2 separate regions of the Xenopus laevis genome follow, and region 1 is linked to region 2. The links are chromatin contacts, called in public Hi-C maps. All regions are on one chromosome and are shown on one strand. The core of a region is the stretch at or near the end of the contact, and the rest is flanking DNA. Distances in the headings are between cores, read along the strand shown.

The links. A called contact is a pair of places that touch in the nucleus more often than the background predicts.
Region 1: a Hi-C map of the XTC cell line shows a contact between it and region 2, with 2.7 times the contacts expected there. The contact joins the enhancer-like site here to the promoter of ghsr.L in region 2. A contact is called at or near these places in 2 of 4 Hi-C or Micro-C datasets (the XL177 cell line and the XTC cell line).

What each region holds. Positions count from the first base shown.
Region 1 is chr5L:118,252,715-118,256,930 of Xenopus_laevis_v10.1, reverse strand. It overlaps fndc3b.L (fibronectin type III domain-containing protein 3B), which reads left to right. Exons shown (of 26, transcript XM_018263689.2): 7 at 2,676-2,734. Among protein-coding and RNA genes, the nearest start is that of ghsr.L, 95 kb to the right of the region's middle. Within about 2 kb of position 2,925, at least 3 of the 7 cell types and tissues checked have an H3K27ac peak or open chromatin away from gene starts, as enhancers often do.
Region 2 is chr5L:118,158,334-118,162,864 of Xenopus_laevis_v10.1, reverse strand. ghsr.L (growth hormone secretagogue receptor type 1) reads right to left here and starts at 3,085. Exons shown (of 2, transcript XM_018263688.2): 1 at 2,306-3,085. The coding sequence starts at 3,080.

The DNA.
Region 1 (4,216 bases), core at 1,676-4,175, 94 kb before region 2:
TTTGTGTAATGGTACTACTGTGATCCATAGTGCTGCAAGGTTCCTGCTTACCTGAATATAAAGCATCTGCTGAAGGACATTTTGATCAGTAAGTTTATCCCTGTGTGGGCATTAAAGGGGTGGCTCACTTTTAGGCTAGAGACAGAAGAGAAGATTCGGGGAGATTTAGTCGCCCGGCAACAAATCGACTCTTTTTCAGGCGACCAATCTTTCAGAACTGCCAACCTGCCGGCTAGAATCTAAATCACTGGCGGGATGGCACTCGGAGCGCTTTGTTTTTTACAAAGTCGCTCGAAGTTGTCTCAAGAGGAAACTTCAGGCGACATTGGAAAACTAAGTGCCATCCGCTGGCGATTTAGATTCTAGCTGGCAGTTTGGGGAGATTAGTCACACGAAAAAGAGGCGATTTGTCGCTAGGCGACTGATCTCCCATGAATCTTCACGTGTGTCTCTGCCCTTAAGTTAACTTTTATTATGTTACAGAATGGCTAGCTAATTCTAAGCATCTTATCAATTGGCCTTCATTTTTTTCACAGTTTTTGAATTATTTGCATTTTTTTTCTGACTCTTTCCAGCTTTCAAATGGGGGTCTCTGTAAGGCTACATGTGTATTACTATTGTTACTTTTTATAACTCATCTTTCTATTCAGGCCCTCTCTTATTCACATTCCTTTCTCTTCTTAAAATCAATGCATGGTTGCTAATTTGGAGAAACTGGTGAACTTCTGAATAAAAAGCTAAATTAATCAAAATACACAATTTCACAATGTAGTTGTGAGCTGCTGGTCTCATGTGCCCTCTGCTGGGCAAGTGGGTTATTTTCATAACTAGATGATCAGTCCTTTGTATAAAGAATTTTTCTCAAAAGTCCTCACCCTCCTCTTTTCCTGCCAAAATAAAATTTTTCTGTACTGTGTAATTTGACCTCATCATACATTAACATACAGATGCTTTCACTGGCTGCTGCTTTTATAGGGGCCTATAATTTTGCTTAAAATGATAATTTTTGTTGTTATAAAATACATATAAAGAATGAAGATACTCCGTGGGGGCCTTTTATCAGCTGACTGCAAGCTCTTCATTTTAGTGATTGTGTGACACCAGAAGTGCAGCCCAGAGAGTTTAGTTATTCTGTGCCATGTGCTAATTTGACCTCCAACCCCAATGAGTTCATTTAAAAAGCTATGGATAAGTATACTTTTTTTTATTATTTTTGTTATTATTTATAAAGCATCAACATATCCTGCAGTGCTGCACAGTAAATGGGCGTGTATATTGACCATACAGATTACATTTGAATCATAAACAATACAAGAGAAAAAATATAGGACCCTTCCCAAAATAGTTTACCATCTGAAAGGGTTCATGGGCTCAGTTTTCAAACATTTCTAGACCAGTCAGGACTAATTGGTTGTTGATAAACAGTGGCAAATTAGGCTTTTATTTACCCATATACATTGTTTTGTGAGTTACCTTGAATAAGCAATGTCTTAAGCCGCTTTGGAATCTGTGCAAATTCTGTAGAATACAAAGAATAAATATGGTATTTGTGGTTAAGGTAAAGTGACAGTTTGATGTGTGCCCTTCATATAGGTTACAAACAGGATCAGATTGGCACATTGGGACAAAGGTAAAAATCCTGGTGGGTCTTGGAGTTTTTGAGGTACCCCCAGTCCAACACTGGTTGCCTATGAAATCATAATTTCTTTATTTCTTGTACATTGAGTATGACTCAAGAAATAAATGGCCACTAGCCAGTGTAGGACTGTGCTTCTTTTGCAACTTAGAAAATAAGTCTGATCTGATCATACGTTTCTATGCACTGTGCCAACATAAGTCCTTCTCCTCCCCTATGTTTCAGACTGGGTGATGTAGATAGGGCTTATGTATTAAGAAAGGTGCCCTATCTAACAATTTGTACAGTATATAGAAGTTACTGGACCTTATTGGATTCCCAGTGTTTCATAGGATTAGAGTCCTGTGCGGAACCAATTTGTTAAAACCGACCCGCAACCCACATACTTACTTGCTTGCACATACGACCCACGTCTATACCCGCTCCCGAAACTTCTACCTGCAACCCGCAGGGTACCGCGGGTTTTTGCGGGTAGCCCGTGGGTTCCCGACCCGCTGCAGGACTCTAACTCAGATACAGGTATGGGACCGATTATCCAGAATGCTCAGGACCTGGGGGTCTCCAAATAAAGGATCTTTCTGTAATTTTGATCTCCATACATTAAGTCTAGCAAAAATTATTTAACCATTAAATAAACCCAATAGCATTGTTTTGCTTCCAATAAGTCTTAGTTGGGATCAAGTACAAGATACTGTTTTATTATTAAAAACAAAAAGGAAATCATTTTTAAAAACTCGTATTTTTTTTAAATTGTCTTTACAGGAGATGCCTTTCGGAATAACGGGTTTTCGGATAACAGATACAATACCTGTATATAATATTATTATTAACATTTATTTATATAGCGCAAGCATATTTCGCAGCACTGTAAAGTATATGTGTTTATTATTATACAATATTTAATGTAGCCACCTCATATAGAAGCCACTGTGTGTGAAAAGTAGCTCGCAATTACTTGGGATCTTTATATGGACATATTTTCTTTAAATAGTCTGACTGCAAAGGGAGACTTAAGCTGTTTGTTTTATTTTCATTGCAGAGTATGAATCGGATGTAAAGAAGTCTCATGAAGTCCTTACTGGGATAGAGAAACTGATGGTAAGTGTGAGGAAAGATTCTATATCACATTGATAGCTTTCAGAGCTTTTCCCAGCATCGTGCAGCAGCTGGTCTTTGCCCAATAAATCGGGGGCAGTAAAGTGTTTCTGTAATCCTAAACCCTACAAGACATTCTTTGTCTGTCCAAGGAAGAAAGCAGAGCAGACCTAAAGCAGCTGTATTTGTCCTGTGCTACTTCCCGGGCAGTTAGTGTTACGGAAGTCAATGGAGTAGCTGTAATGTAGTCTCTATTGTGCAGGGAGCTGTGAATTGTTTACTATACAAATGTTTATAGACTACGGGGGTCTTGTATAGACTTGAAGGGAAATATAGCATATGTATAAGATAGAAGTATGGGGGTTCCTCATTCAGTATACAAAACTGTCAGTCACTGCATGTTTGAGTTTATACATGCTGTAAAAGTTGCCATATTGCTTATCTCATAAGAGAAATGTAATACATTTTTGAAACAATGGAAGCTATGTTTGACCAGAAGAAGTGCAGTTCCCTCAAATGAGGTAGAACGTTATTTGCATCTATAGTTACCTTGTATTTATAAATAAAATGCTGTAAGTATAAGGATTAATCCCTCTATTAATAAGCTGTATGTATTTTTTCCATTCCCCTCATGCAGCAAAATTTCCAACATTTTAGAAGTGACAGAAACTTCCCTTTTAGATGTAGGAGGTGGATTTTTTCTAGATTTCTGAAAAACCAAAGTTAAAATATGTTTTAAGCACCTTAAAAGGCTTGATGGGGTTGGGTGTTTTTCTCTGAGAATTTGATCATCTGAATCTTGCAATTCATTCAAATCCCAAATTGAGTCCTGGATTCAGAGTACTTCTATTTTATATGTAGATAGGGATTACTATATAAAGGCAACAATGTGTACATAGTTACAAAATTACATAGTTAAATTGGGTTGAAAAAAGACAAAGTCCATCAAACCCAACCCCTCCAAATAAAAACCCAGCATCCATACACACACCCCTCCATACCATCAAAAAAATTAAATATACCCATATTTATACTAACTATAGAGTTTATATCACAATAGCCTTCGATATTATGTCTGTCCAAGAAAACATCCAAGCCATTCTTAAAGGCATTAACAGAATCAGCCATCACATCATCACCCGGCAGTGCATTCCACAACCTCACTGTCCTCACTGTGAAGAACCACCTACGCTGCTTCAAATGAAAGTTCTTTTCTTCTAGTCTGAAGGGGAGGCCTCTGGTACGGTGATCCACTTTATGGGTAAAAAGGTCCCCTGCTATTTGTCTATAATGTCCTCTAATGTACTTGTAAAGTGTAATCATGTCCCCTCACAAGCGCCTTTTTTCCAGAGAAAACAACCCCAACCTTGACAGTCTCCCCTCATATTCTAAGTCTTCCTTCCCTCTAACCAGTTTAGTTGCACTTAGTCTCTGCACTCTCTCCAGCTCATTTATATCCCTCTTAAGGACTGGAGTCCAAAACTG
Region 2 (4,531 bases), core at 1,836-4,335:
TCTATTCTGTAATGACTCAGAGCAGCATTACTTTGAGGGTTTACTGGTGTATTTACGTGGACCTTTCTGATAAAGCTTACTTAATTTTAACATTTCCTTCTCCTTTATAGCATCGTAGTTACAAATGTACTACTGTTCAGCAACCCATAGCATCACTTCAGATATTTGCTTTGATTGATATAGTAAGTCAGATGATGAAAACAAAGCCCCTATTGGGTGCTATTTGTTACTGCATTGGCACAGTATGGAAGCAATATTGTTTACACAGTATTGATTTAAGTACCTGGGGTGCTGTTTGAAGAATGGAAATGGGTTGGCAGTGCTTTATCCCTCAACAGAAGCAATAGCATTCAGTTATTGGTATACCCAAAGTGCTTTATAGAGCACTAGCAGAGAATTTGTAATCAATAAGCCCTGCAGGCATGTCCTCTATGAAGTAGCAGAAGTGACATTTATTAGCATGTAAGTTCACCATTATACACACCTACCAACGGAGGAAATGGGAAACTTATGAATATGGCCGGTGTTTCTGCATTTATGTGTTTGACGTCCCCTATTTATAACAGGCAGATGCATTATACAGTATATGTACTTTTGGGACATCCATCATCTTGACGAGATCATTTCATTCAGTGAAGGGGATACATGTACACATTTACTTGAAAATAGAACCTTCATCAAGTAAGGCTACTTATCAGGGCAGGTTTGTTGGGGGAAAATGCATATAAACCAGTATCCACATTGGAACAAAGATGCCCTTGCTGCATCAGAACTACATCACATTCCCAGCTAGATGAAGATATGATGTGGTTTTAGTTCTTCAACATCTTGAGGGTGACATAGTGAATAATAATCAAGGTATGGTGATTTAACGGTCAATGTCACTGATATACGGAATGTATATTTTCATCATTCGTGGTGTTTAGTAATGGATCTACTGGAGTTCTATTCACAGATTCAGATTGCTTCTATATATTTTCTCAATAACCCAGGAAACCTGCACACTCTGGAAGGTCATCGTTATATATACCAGATAATGACTTATTAAGAATGCACGGCAGAAATCATAGCAGCTCTACTCTTCTTTGCCCACAAATATAAATGGATAGCATTCATAATGTCGTGATGTTTCTGAAACCCTCACTGCAGGAGAGGGGCTTATTGACGTTTGGTGGAAATCCATGGTGTGTTAAAGGGATAAAAGCTTGCTTAGGTACAATCATTGGTTCCTATGGCAACCTACAGTAAAATAGTTTTTTATTAGACAGTTACTTTCTTGAGTCTTTTTTTAACCTACCTAATTGCCCCATTTTCTTCTGGACTTTTCATTGGGTGTTTGAAAAGAACATGACTGCAGTTTCTCTGTAACTGATACCAAAAACAGTATATTGGTTTTCCATATACCTACCTAGTTCCTCCACTTGCTGTAAACTAACTTCACAACATCTCTCATCAGCTTCTGGCTATTCCCACCAGCTAGAAGGGCTAACATTATATGGTCCTCTATTTAACTGTTAGAGTGTTGCACAAGGTATTACACATAATTGAGTTGCATGCTCCAAGAGCAAAGAAAGATCCGTTTTATTAACAATACACATCTATGTATTTTGTAAATAGCTGAATTTAAAGGAAATCCCTATATGCTTTACAGCAATATTTTAGTCACTCTATTAAGAATAACATAGGAGCTTATGTAAGTGCCAGTACGTATTTGGGAACTATAATGATTTCAGAGATTAACCTTTACTGCGCTGTTAAAATCTCCTTTCCAACGCTTGTGCTTCTCTGAACCATTCTCCTCTTCTAGCCTCTGTAGAATTAACATGGTGTTAATAAAGATGTGCCATTTTTTTTGTGCAGAAATATATGTTTCCCTTTCCACCTGTTTGTTTCTGTTATTGCATTAAGATAAAAAAGTGATGTTAAAATGAAGCAATAATGTATATGCTAACACTGCTTACTAGTAATGGTGATGCAAGGACAGGCGAATGCATGTTTTCTAGTAATATATACAGTTATAAATCATGCCTTTTTAGGCACTATTCATAGGGAGTCAGAGAAAAAGAAAAACTGGGAGTCTGCAAGTCAAGGGAGGGGGTGAAAGAATGAAACACGTTTGCCCAATATGCCTCTTTGCATAGTGTAAATGCTCATGCCAAAAATTCCCTTAAGATGATAGCACATGCAGACATTACAGAATATTTGTGAAATGCAATGTACTGGGTGAAGACATACCCTGGACAGAGAACGTAGCCAGCAATGTAAGCACAAAATACAGTATATGGAATGCAAAAGAGATCCATACCTAACATTTTCACAGTCTGTTTGTTATGCTTGTCCCTTATAGAGATGTGTGGACCTATATTCTCTCTCTTTCTTCTCCACAGCTTTCTGCCTATGAGAGTGTAGAGGACGGTGAGGCAGAAGACAGGCAAGAAGAAGAACACACTAGATGTCCAGACCATTATAGTTAGGAGACCTGACTTTATGGCATACTCTGTTGCTTTGCACTCGTTTGTGTCCAGAGGGTTTGTTCCATTTTCATGTTCAACTCCAACCAAGACAAAGATTGGCCCCGCGCTGACAAATGACACTGCCCAGAGGACAGAGATGACCAGCTTTACTCTACCTCTGGTTATCACTACCTTAGCTTTCAAGGGAAAACAGATAGCAAAATAACGTTCTACACTGAGAGCTGTGATGTTCAGTATAGTGGAGTAAGTGCAGCACTCACTGACGAACTGAAAGAGTTTGCAGAGGGTGCTCCCAAAATTCCATGGTCTGTACTGCCAGAGTCTGTAGAGATCGAGAGGCATACAGAGGAAAATGAGAAGATCCGAAAATGCCATACTGGATAAATAGAGATTGGTCGTAGTCCTCATATCCTTATACTTGGACACCACTAACATAGTCATCACGTTCCCAAATATTCCTATGATGAAAAGAAGAATACATGTGACAGTTATCCCAGTCAACACCGGGACAGGGAACAGAAAAACAGGATCTTCCGGCCAGGAATAGTTGTTGCTGCTGTAATAGTAATCCATAGTCAGATTCTGAAAATATATATCAGGGGACATGCTCTTAGTTCATAGATTCCCACAAAACAAATCCATGGTATCAGAAAACATATCAGCAACTCTAGTCACTCATTGATCCCACGGCTCTCATTCCCTACACAGGACAAAAGGTTTCATTTCCTTTTATTCCACAGCCCAGGAGCACCTTGCAAGCAAAACATTTCTGTCTTACAAGATGTTCTTTAGTTGGTACACATACAGGAACAAATCCTCTGGCCACCCTTCTATTCCTGGCCAGTCTCCTGTATAGAATACTGTGTAACTGACCATATATGCTGCCAGCTGATGGAATCAGGCTTTATGAGGGGGGAGCTGCTCCATGTCTGCAGTGTGCTGTGTGCAGTCCCCTTCTCCTGTTCCATAGGGGTGCATTATACCACAAGAGCTTTGCTTGTGGAAAGAAGCCAAGGGACCCTAGCCCGCCTCTTCTCTGTCCCCTCCCTTGAAGCATCTTTAAGTCTGTTTGCTGTCAGGATACAGTGAAAGCTGGAGCAGAAGCAATCACTTTCAGACACAGAGCTTCTCTCTTACACAGGGACTGGGGCAGAACATCTGGGAAAGTACTGAATCATGATGCTCAAATGTATCATTTCCATGCTGGTGGGTGTCTTTGGGGGCTTTCACTAGTACGTATCTCATAGAGGCTGAGAAGCATCACAAACAAGTTATGGAATAAGAACTACGGCTAAAGAGATAGAACACTAACCCAAATTCCCCCGTTGGAAGTAATCATGCCATTCAGCTAATAGATTAGTTTGTTTATCACTCTCATTCAATTACGCTAGCAGCTGTACGGCTCAGTTCATATCCCAGAATATTATGTAAATGTTTACTTAATGGGCAACTGACTATCCTTTGCTGCACAGGGGGCCAGCTGTTCTCTATATGAATGCCATGAGTTAAACCAATATACAGGTGCCAAAGTGCATCGCACAAGGGAGAGCTTCAATGTCAGGGAGCCGGCAACATGGTAAAGAGCATTTAAAGAACACACAAATAATAAACCTGCTGGGGGTATTGTGTGTTATAGTGTTACTGTTGTGCCAATAAAATAACTAGGGGGAAATTTATTAACTGGGAACACTGATCAAGATCAACACTGTCTTTATACATTAAGGGACAGTTTTAGAGTTCAGCAGAGAGGAAATTTGTCCCTGTCCCCACCCCAATTTTAGATATATATCACGGATGCCCAACCTGCTGGTGTTGTCAAACTACAACTCCCAACCTTAGAAACAGCTAATGTGCCATATCATCAATGTATCTGAGACTTGTGCTATGGCATTTTCAGATATGCACTGTACATCATAGCAATGGCGCAGACATATATTTACTGCAAGTGTACATTTATTAGTCTGAATTACAATATATCTGGAGTGGTTTTTATTTTTTACCAGGTGGGTGTAGTTAGAATAGCACTTCCAGATAAACCACATGTTACCTGCAAAGGG